Regions from separate parts of the Sus scrofa genome. Here region 2 is linked to region 1. Evidence: chromatin contacts called from public Hi-C data. All regions are on one chromosome and are shown on one strand. The core of a region is the stretch at or near the end of the contact, and the rest is flanking DNA. Distances in the headings are between cores, read along the strand shown. Region 1 holds the start of MRPL15 (mitochondrial ribosomal protein L15). Region 2 overlaps TCEA1 (transcription elongation factor A1).

Region 1 (3,920 bases), core at 1,289-3,788:
AAAGGGATCAAAATAAAGGCAGCAGCATGTGGACTGAATGGAAATCAGAAATAGGCTTCTATGTAATTCCAAAAACTTGAATCCAGACTTACCTCCTCTACCAGCTGGACACCATAATCCCTCTTAGATGGCTGGATGGTCACACCCCTGCCATTGACAAGCTGGGTTAAGTCAATAGGTTGTGTAGGATCAACTCGACCCAAGTCAATAAGATACTGCAGTCTATTGAGACTCAAAGGCTGATACTGGTGTCGGAAGCTGCAGAACAAGAAAGTTGAAAACGCAGTCAGACTTATCTTCCTGTGAGATCCAAGGCTTTGTCCTATGTTTTCCTCCCTCAATTTAGATGGTTTAATGAAACTCCTGAGTATACTATAAACATGTAATACTCCTTGAATTTTGGCAACAAAACAAAACCATTAAGTACTTACTTTGTTTCCTTAAAAATTACTGGCCTAAGCATTTACTTCACTCACACATATAAACAAATACTGAAAAATTTAACACACTATCTGAATTATTCACTAAAGGAATTCAGGGAGTTCCCGTCAGCTCAAGGGTAATAAACCTAACTAGTATCCATGAGGACACAGATTTGATCCCTGGCCTTGATCGGTGTGTCAAGGATCCAGCATTGCCATAAGCTGTGGTGTAGGTCAAAGACAAGGCTAGGGGAGTTCCCGTCGTGGCTCAGTGGTTGACGAATCCGACTAGGAACCATGGGGTTTCGGGTTCGATCCCTGTCCTTGCTCAAGTGGGTTGAGGATCCGGCATTGCCATGAGCTGTGGTGTAGGTCACAGATGCGGCTCGGATCCCGAGTTGCTGTGGCTCTGGCTGGCAGCTACGGCTCCGATTTGACCCCTAGCCTGGGAACATCCACATGCTGTGGGAGCGGCCCTAGAAAGGACAAAAAAAAAAAAAAAGAACTCAAAGTAATGGTAGTTATCATGTATTGGGTGATGATAGAGGACCAGATTTTTATATATATTGTTGTGCTAAACAACCTCAAGAGCAGGCTCTGTAAGTATCTCCATTTGGCAGGTCTGAGTGCAAAGTCTGGCTTTTTTTTCCCTACTAAATCAGGCTAAGTTTCATTACCAAAAGTGGGTCACAGCAACAGGAGCAAGTTTGCTTCAAGTGGATTTAAATTTCTACCAAGCTATTTTTAGGTGATTCTCAGTAAGAATTAGAGATTTTCAGGTTGAGAAGCAAAGCAAAGTTACCTATGTCCTTCATTAAAGCCATATTTTGGGATTCGAAGGTAGAATGGAGTCTGGCCTCCCTCAAAGCCCAATCGGGGCCGGGTTCCTCTCTGCCGTTCTCCCTTGTGGCCTCTGCCACATTTTCTGCCTCTTCTCCGACCTCTTGGTCGTCTTTCCTACAAGGAAAGAGGAATGTTTTATGATCCACACACGCATCTGTTTAAATCATATTTCACCTTTGTGCTGTATCTTTTGGTTATGCCCTTCATTCATCCAACCAGCTAGCAATAGCCAAATTTACAAGGTTCCAGACACCATCCTGGCTGCCCTGAAATCCAAATACTCAACACTAACAGCTTTGCCTCTGAAGACGTAGCTGATTCTTGCAACCAAGTTGTGTTTCAAAGGCAAAGTTCCAAGAATGAGATGAGAAAAAGGATTCTATGACAGGCGGGAATTGAAGAAAATTCTAGAATTAAACATCCACGACTAGCAAAATTTATGTAATATTCAAGTGCATTTATTTTGAAATTAATTGTAAATATGCCACTGTTGCCCATATATAGTATTTTATTTAACTTAATTTCCTGTCACTTCACGAAATCAAGGAGTTCTTAAAGTGACAGTACGTCCACTAACAGCTCAGAGATTTACAGAAGAAACATCGAACATAGTATCTTTCCTATAAAGATAAAGACACAATGGAAAAAACTTCATTAAAACCCGTCTTAACGAGACAGTCGTTTTTAACTCCTGCGATTTCGCTCCTCGATAGTAAAATAATTATGCTCTTAAACCCGAACCTTGCAGAGAACTGAAACCACGTGGTCAGGTTTTCCCACGTCACTCAAGGAGACCTGGGGCCCGGCAGCCCCTCCCTCCTCCCAGAGCCTATGGACTCACAACCCTCAGGACCCCGCCACCGCGCCGACATCCGCAGCCTTACCGGTTTCCTGGAGCCCGGGTTCGGCTTCAGGTTGGCCAGACTCACACGGGGAAGGGCTCGCAGCAGGTCCAGGGCCCGGGGCCCACCGCCCTGCACGGGGCCGCCCATAACCCGTGCCGCAAAAGCCGCAAGGGCGCCGATCCACGTGATCTGGGACGCTGCTTTACGGCCGCGGCACCGCCCCTGTCGTGCTGTCAGTCCGCTGCGCCGCTTGCCGCGGGGCACACCGGGAGCCGGCTCCGCGTTGGAGGCAGCACGTGTCTCCCCATGTCTACCTCGTAGCGGCGTGATCCGGCTTTGTTTTCAGTTGGTTGGGGCTGGGCTATTTCGAGAGGTCGTGCCCCGACCCCGGCTCTGAATGTGCAGCGTTCTCTTGCGCTGCACCAGGCAGGCACTGAAAACGCTGTGTGTAGGAGTCCCTGGCCTGTGCTGTCACAACGTCTGGTCCTTAGAAGCAGGGCTGTCTCTGAGCTCCAGGTGGAGTGCAGAATAAGATCACCTGGACGCTGAAGCACTAGCTTGCGCTGGGCCAGTTGTATACACTATGGCCTGAAAAAAAGTTGTGCAATGTAAAGGTTGGAAGTTAAGTTTTATTTGGGGCAAAATGACTATAAAGTCTGGGAAACAGCGTTTCAGGGACCTCTGAGGAACTGCTTTGAAGAGGTAGGGGGAAGGTCAGTGTATACGATTTTAGTGAAGGGGGTACGTGCAATCAAGCACACGTTTTGGCAGACGTTTCCTGCTAGTCATCAGGAACAAATACCATGGTTAATGACTTTACGGCTTTTCTAGACAGGAGATGTAAAAATTTGGGTTCATAAAATCCCCCGAAAATATCTATGTGAAAGTTGTTCTGCCAGTTTTTCCCAGAGCACATTTCTGATCTCCATGCTTTCAGTATGTGTTGAAGCTCAGCAGCTGCAGTGGCTACTAACAATCCTAGGAGAGACAGATGGCTAGTGCCAATTTTTAGTTGGCACCAGTGAGATAAGAATACCTGAGGTCTAGGTATTGCAATGGCTGGCTAGTAGCAACTGTGAAAAAGACTCAAAACCCTGCATCCAGTCTGAGTGCCTCTGTTATGCTTTGACTGAGTCACTGAGATACTAACTCAAAAGCTGTTAATAATGAAGGAGCCAGGCTGAGTGCTTGGTATGTCAGTCACGTGCTGATTCAGCCTCATTTTGTTCAACTAAACAACTCCTCGTGGGGTAGATGTTTTATCACCTTTGACAGACTTGGCAGGGTTGGTAGTTGGACTAAGATCTCAGCAAGCCGCAGAGACAAGATTTGTACTTTGGCTCCTATTACATAAGTAATATTTTTTTATAACATGAAGCTGAATATCTGCAGCACAAAATACGTAACATTTTCACTGAATAAAATATGAGCTTCCCTATTTTTGTCTTAAGTGAGTGTAATATAGACCATGCTTCTTTCTTTTTCTTCTAATTTTTTTTTTTTTTTTTTTTTTTTTTTTTGTTTCACTGTCTGGGGTGTTGTTCCTGCTGTTCCTGTTAGTGTAAGTAAGAAATAACTTTGTGGAGCACAGCTACTTCCTTTTTTTTTTTTAAGGCCGCATCTATGGCATATGGAAGTTCTCAGGCTAGGGGTCAAATTGGAGTTATAGCTGCCAGCCTATACCACAGCCACAGCAACACCAGATCCAAGCTGAGTCTGCAACCTGCACTACAGCTCACAGCAACACCAGATCCTTAACCCACTGAGTGAGGCCAGGGATCGAACTGCGTCCTCATGGATATTAGTTGGA
Region 2 (3,917 bases), core at 1,124-3,623, 50 kb after region 1:
CCTCTTTAACCATAGGGATAGTGATCTTGACTTTAAAGGAAGGTAAAGGAGTTCTTGTCGTGGCTCAGTGGTTGACAAATCCGACTAGTATGCATGAGGATTCGGGTTCGATCCCTGGCCTCGCTCAGTGGGTTAAGGATCCGGCGTTGCCGTGAGTTGTGGTTTGTCGAAGACGTGGCTTGGATCCCGCATTGCTCTGACTGTGGTGTAGGCCAGTGGCTACCGCTCCGATTCGACCCCTAGCCTGGGATCCTCCATATGCTGAGGGTGCAGCCCTAGAAAAGGCAAAAAGACAAAAAATAAAATAAAATAAAATAAAATAAAATAAAATAAAATAAAGGAAGGTTAACAAGCACGGATGCTCACAGCATAACCCAGGGCACCTAGGACACCACAGGTTACGAGCTCTGTGAGGTCCATTTTTAGTGTCTGTGATCATGGCTGGTGGTGTTTGTCTGGGTGTCCTCCCTCCAGGTTGCAGCAGGTGTCAGCAGACTGTTGTTAGAGGGAGGTGGAGAAGCACAGTGTGCGTTGTCAGCCTGCCTCAGGTACAAACGCAGACACTTTGTGTTTATTCTCCTCTGGTGGGGAAGACTGGTTTCATTGTACTAGTTCCGCAGCCCTAGTCCAGGAGCAGGTTTCGTGCTTGCAGATCTCGGTGATAGCAACCTTGATGTGTCTAATGTTTGAGCTGAAGAGGTATGTGTCTTAAGTCTGTCGTCTGCTATTAAAATAATTCATATAATTGAAGCTTTTTTTCTGTTCTAAAGTGGAAATAGGCATCTGGGAAAGAAAGAAAATGAAACACTGAATTGCCCAAAATAAAATTGCTTGAACACATTTTTTTGTCTTTGTCTTGCAGTCCACAAGAATTGGAATGTCAGTAAATGCTATTCGCAAACAGAGCACAGATGAAGAAGTTACATCTTTAGCAAAGTCCCTCATCAAATCCTGGAAAAAGTTATTAGGTATAGTCCATCTTACCTTACATATGTCCTGGTTTATTCAGACAGGGCCGTTGCAATTTTTTGTCTTAATGAATATAGATGTTTTGAAATCAGTGTCTTATGATATGAGACGGGGACTTAAGTCTGACCTCCTTGAGGGTTCTGCTTTTTAAGCTAGTCATGTAATTTATAACTGGGATTGCCTCTTTAAGAAGAAAATAATCCTTCAAGGAGAAGGTTTCACACTTTTGAAAAGGTTTTTGAAATAGGTTTCTAACTTACATAAAGTTTGTAAGAATAATAAAAATAACTCACACGTCTTCTTTCTAGATCATTAATTTTTAATATTTGCATGTTTGTCACATTCTCCCCCTTTTTCTCTTTATGTATAACTCAAATACATACTATTTTTCCTGAACCATTTGAGAGTAGATTGCATCTACAATGCATTATTTACTCTTTAATACTTAAGTGTGTGTTGTCTTGGAACAAGTTCATTTTTTTATGTACTTACAGGAAATGCATTGGTGCAATACTTTAATCTGTAGTGCATATTGCAGTTTTGTCAGTTGTCTTAATAGCGTCCTTTACAGCTTTTTTTCTCCTCCAGAAGATGTCCATTCTAGGATCAAGTATCTAGTCTGCTAATGTGGCGTAGTTTTCAAGCCTTCTTATGTCTTTTAGGACGTTGACCTTTTTTTTTGGCCGCATCCACAGCATGTGGAAATTCCCAGGTTAGGGATCAAACCTGTACTGCAGTTGCGACCTGTGCCACAGCTACAGCAACGCTGGGTCTTTAATCCACTGTGCCGTGAAGGAATTTCTAGGACATTTGACTTTTGAAGAATACACGCACCCCTTTCCCCTTAGTTTTTAATAACATGTTCCTTATTTGGGTTTATCTGGCATCCTCTTGTGAAGAGATCTGGTTGAGCCTGCACGGTTGGGACATCGCGCACGTGTGCTGTGTCCTTCCTCAAGTGCTGCGTCCAAGAAAGGGGCAGGAGGGTGTTGGTGTCGAGACCCAGGTGGGGTGCACTCTGCATTGTTTATAATTTTTCTTCTCGTGCCTAGTAGGAGATGCTGAGACCCTGAAACTGTCTGGTTCCACCTCTGACCTTCCCCCATCCCCTTTAGTGTCCACTGAGTCTTTCCCAAAGCACCCTGCACGGTGACGATTGTAAAATTGTGTTTTTCCACTTCTTGCACTTCTTTAGTATTTATACATCATTGTTCGGTAAGAAAGAACCCTCCTTTTACCTCCCATTTACTATCTCCTGTTAGTGTGCACGTGTGGATCCCTATGCAATCGATTATAACCCACTACTGTTCCTGTTGATTTTGATATTTCCACTGTTCCAGCTCTGACCACTGGGTACCCTTCAAACTGGCTCCTGTGTCCCTGTGACAAGCCTCCTCCGCCTTTTTATCTCTTTCTTACATTCTGACGCTGCAAAGTGTGTTGGGTTTATCTATCTTCCCTGCCCCAGCCCTAGAATTAGCTATTTCCCTAGCAGCTATTGGCCTTACATGGAAGAGAAAATAGAAAAGGTGAAGCTTTTTAAATTTCTTAGATAGCAATAGGAAAAGACCTATTACTTACAAGAGCTTTGAAACCAAGAATCAAAAATTGTGAAGTCTATAAAATTACAGAAGTCTAGTCTTAAGAAAACCGATGTGCAGTGTATGATCTTATATTAGGATTCTGAACAAGAAAGAAACATTGCTGTAAAGATGATTATTAGGATAATTGGCAGAATTTTATAAGTTCTGTGGGTAACTAAACAGTTACTGTTTAAATCCACTGCTGTGGTTATATACATGAACTTCCTTATTCTTAGGAAATACCTAGTGAAGTATTTAGGGATCAAGGGACATGATATATGCTGCTTATTTCCAAATGGTTTAAAAGAAGTATGTCTGAGTTCCCTTGTGGCACAACAGGTTAGGAATCCGGCATTGTCACTGCAGCAGCTCAGGTCTCTGCTGTGGTGCGGGTTCAATCCCTGGCCAGAAACATACTGTGGGTGCAGCCAAAAAAAAAAAAAAAAATGCCGGTGTGCCCACTGTGTATGTGTCCACACACACGTATCTGTACGTGGAGTGGAGAATGAATGAGAAGGAGGTGTGCACACAGTGTTTGTGTGTGTGTGTCCATACACACATATCCATATGTGAAGTGGAGAATGAGAAGGCTGTGTGCCAGAATGTTAACAGTGGGGGGGTCTGGGTGAAGTTCTTTGTACCATTCTTACAACATTTGTGCAAGTTTCAAATTATTTCAAAATAAAAACCTTTTTTACAAGGCTAATCTTTAAAGATAAGCTCTATGTTTACAGTTCACTTAAATTTTATTTTATTTTTTTCTTTTTAGGGCTGCACCCGCAGCACATGGAGGTTCCCAGGCTAGGGGTCGAATCAGAGCTACAGCTGCCGACCTATACCACAGCCACAGCAAGGCAGGATCTGAGCGTCGTCTGTGACCTACACCTCAGCTCACGGCAACGACGGATCTTTAACCCAATGAGTGAGGTCACAGGTCAAACCTGCAACCTTATGGTTCCTAGTCAGATTCGTTTCCTCTGCACCACAACGGGAACTCCTCACCTTAAATTTTAAGTCTAATTCCACATTCTAGAGTAATTAGTCCTCTTATGTACTTTATTTCCCCATGTCTCATTGCTCACCTCCTTAAGTCTTAAAACTTGTGCTTTATTAGTAGTAATAATCTGTGTTAGTTTACAGATTATTTAAAATAGAGGAGGTACTGTGTAGGCCTAACTGATAATCTTAAAGTACGTTCTATGAAAATGTTCTTTGTGTACTGTCCCTGAAATATTTATATTTTGATTATCACCTCAATTTTTTTTTTCCCCTGAGCCCACAGCATGTAGAAGTTCCCAGGCCAAGGATTGAAGAAGCTGCGCCACAGCAGCAGCCAGAGTCACTACAGTGACAATGCTGGATCCT

What was found. A called contact is a pair of places that touch in the nucleus more often than the background predicts.
Region 2: a Hi-C map of fetal liver shows a contact between it and region 1, with 1.6 times the contacts expected there. The contact joins the enhancer-like site here to the promoter of MRPL15 in region 1. A contact is called at or near these places in 12 of 47 Hi-C or Micro-C datasets (adipocytes, blood, brain and 6 more) and 2 of 2 datasets of contacts at active chromatin or transcription factors (alveolar macrophages and skeletal muscle).

The regions. Positions count from the first base shown.
Region 1 is chr4:77,073,284-77,077,203 of Sscrofa11.1, forward strand. It overlaps MRPL15 (mitochondrial ribosomal protein L15), which reads right to left and starts at 2,539. Exons shown (of 5, transcript NM_001243528.1): 1 at 2,150-2,539; 2 at 1,225-1,379; 3 at 93-258. The coding sequence starts at 2,257.
Region 2 is chr4:77,123,613-77,127,529 of Sscrofa11.1, forward strand. It overlaps TCEA1 (transcription elongation factor A1), which reads left to right. Exons shown (of 10, transcript NM_001243680.1): 3 at 863-968. Among named protein-coding and RNA genes, the nearest start is that of TCEA1, 16 kb to the left of the region's middle. Within about 2 kb of position 2,374, at least 2 of the 83 cell types and tissues checked have an H3K27ac peak or open chromatin away from gene starts, as enhancers often do. A contact at or near this core is called in fetal liver, where this site is marked.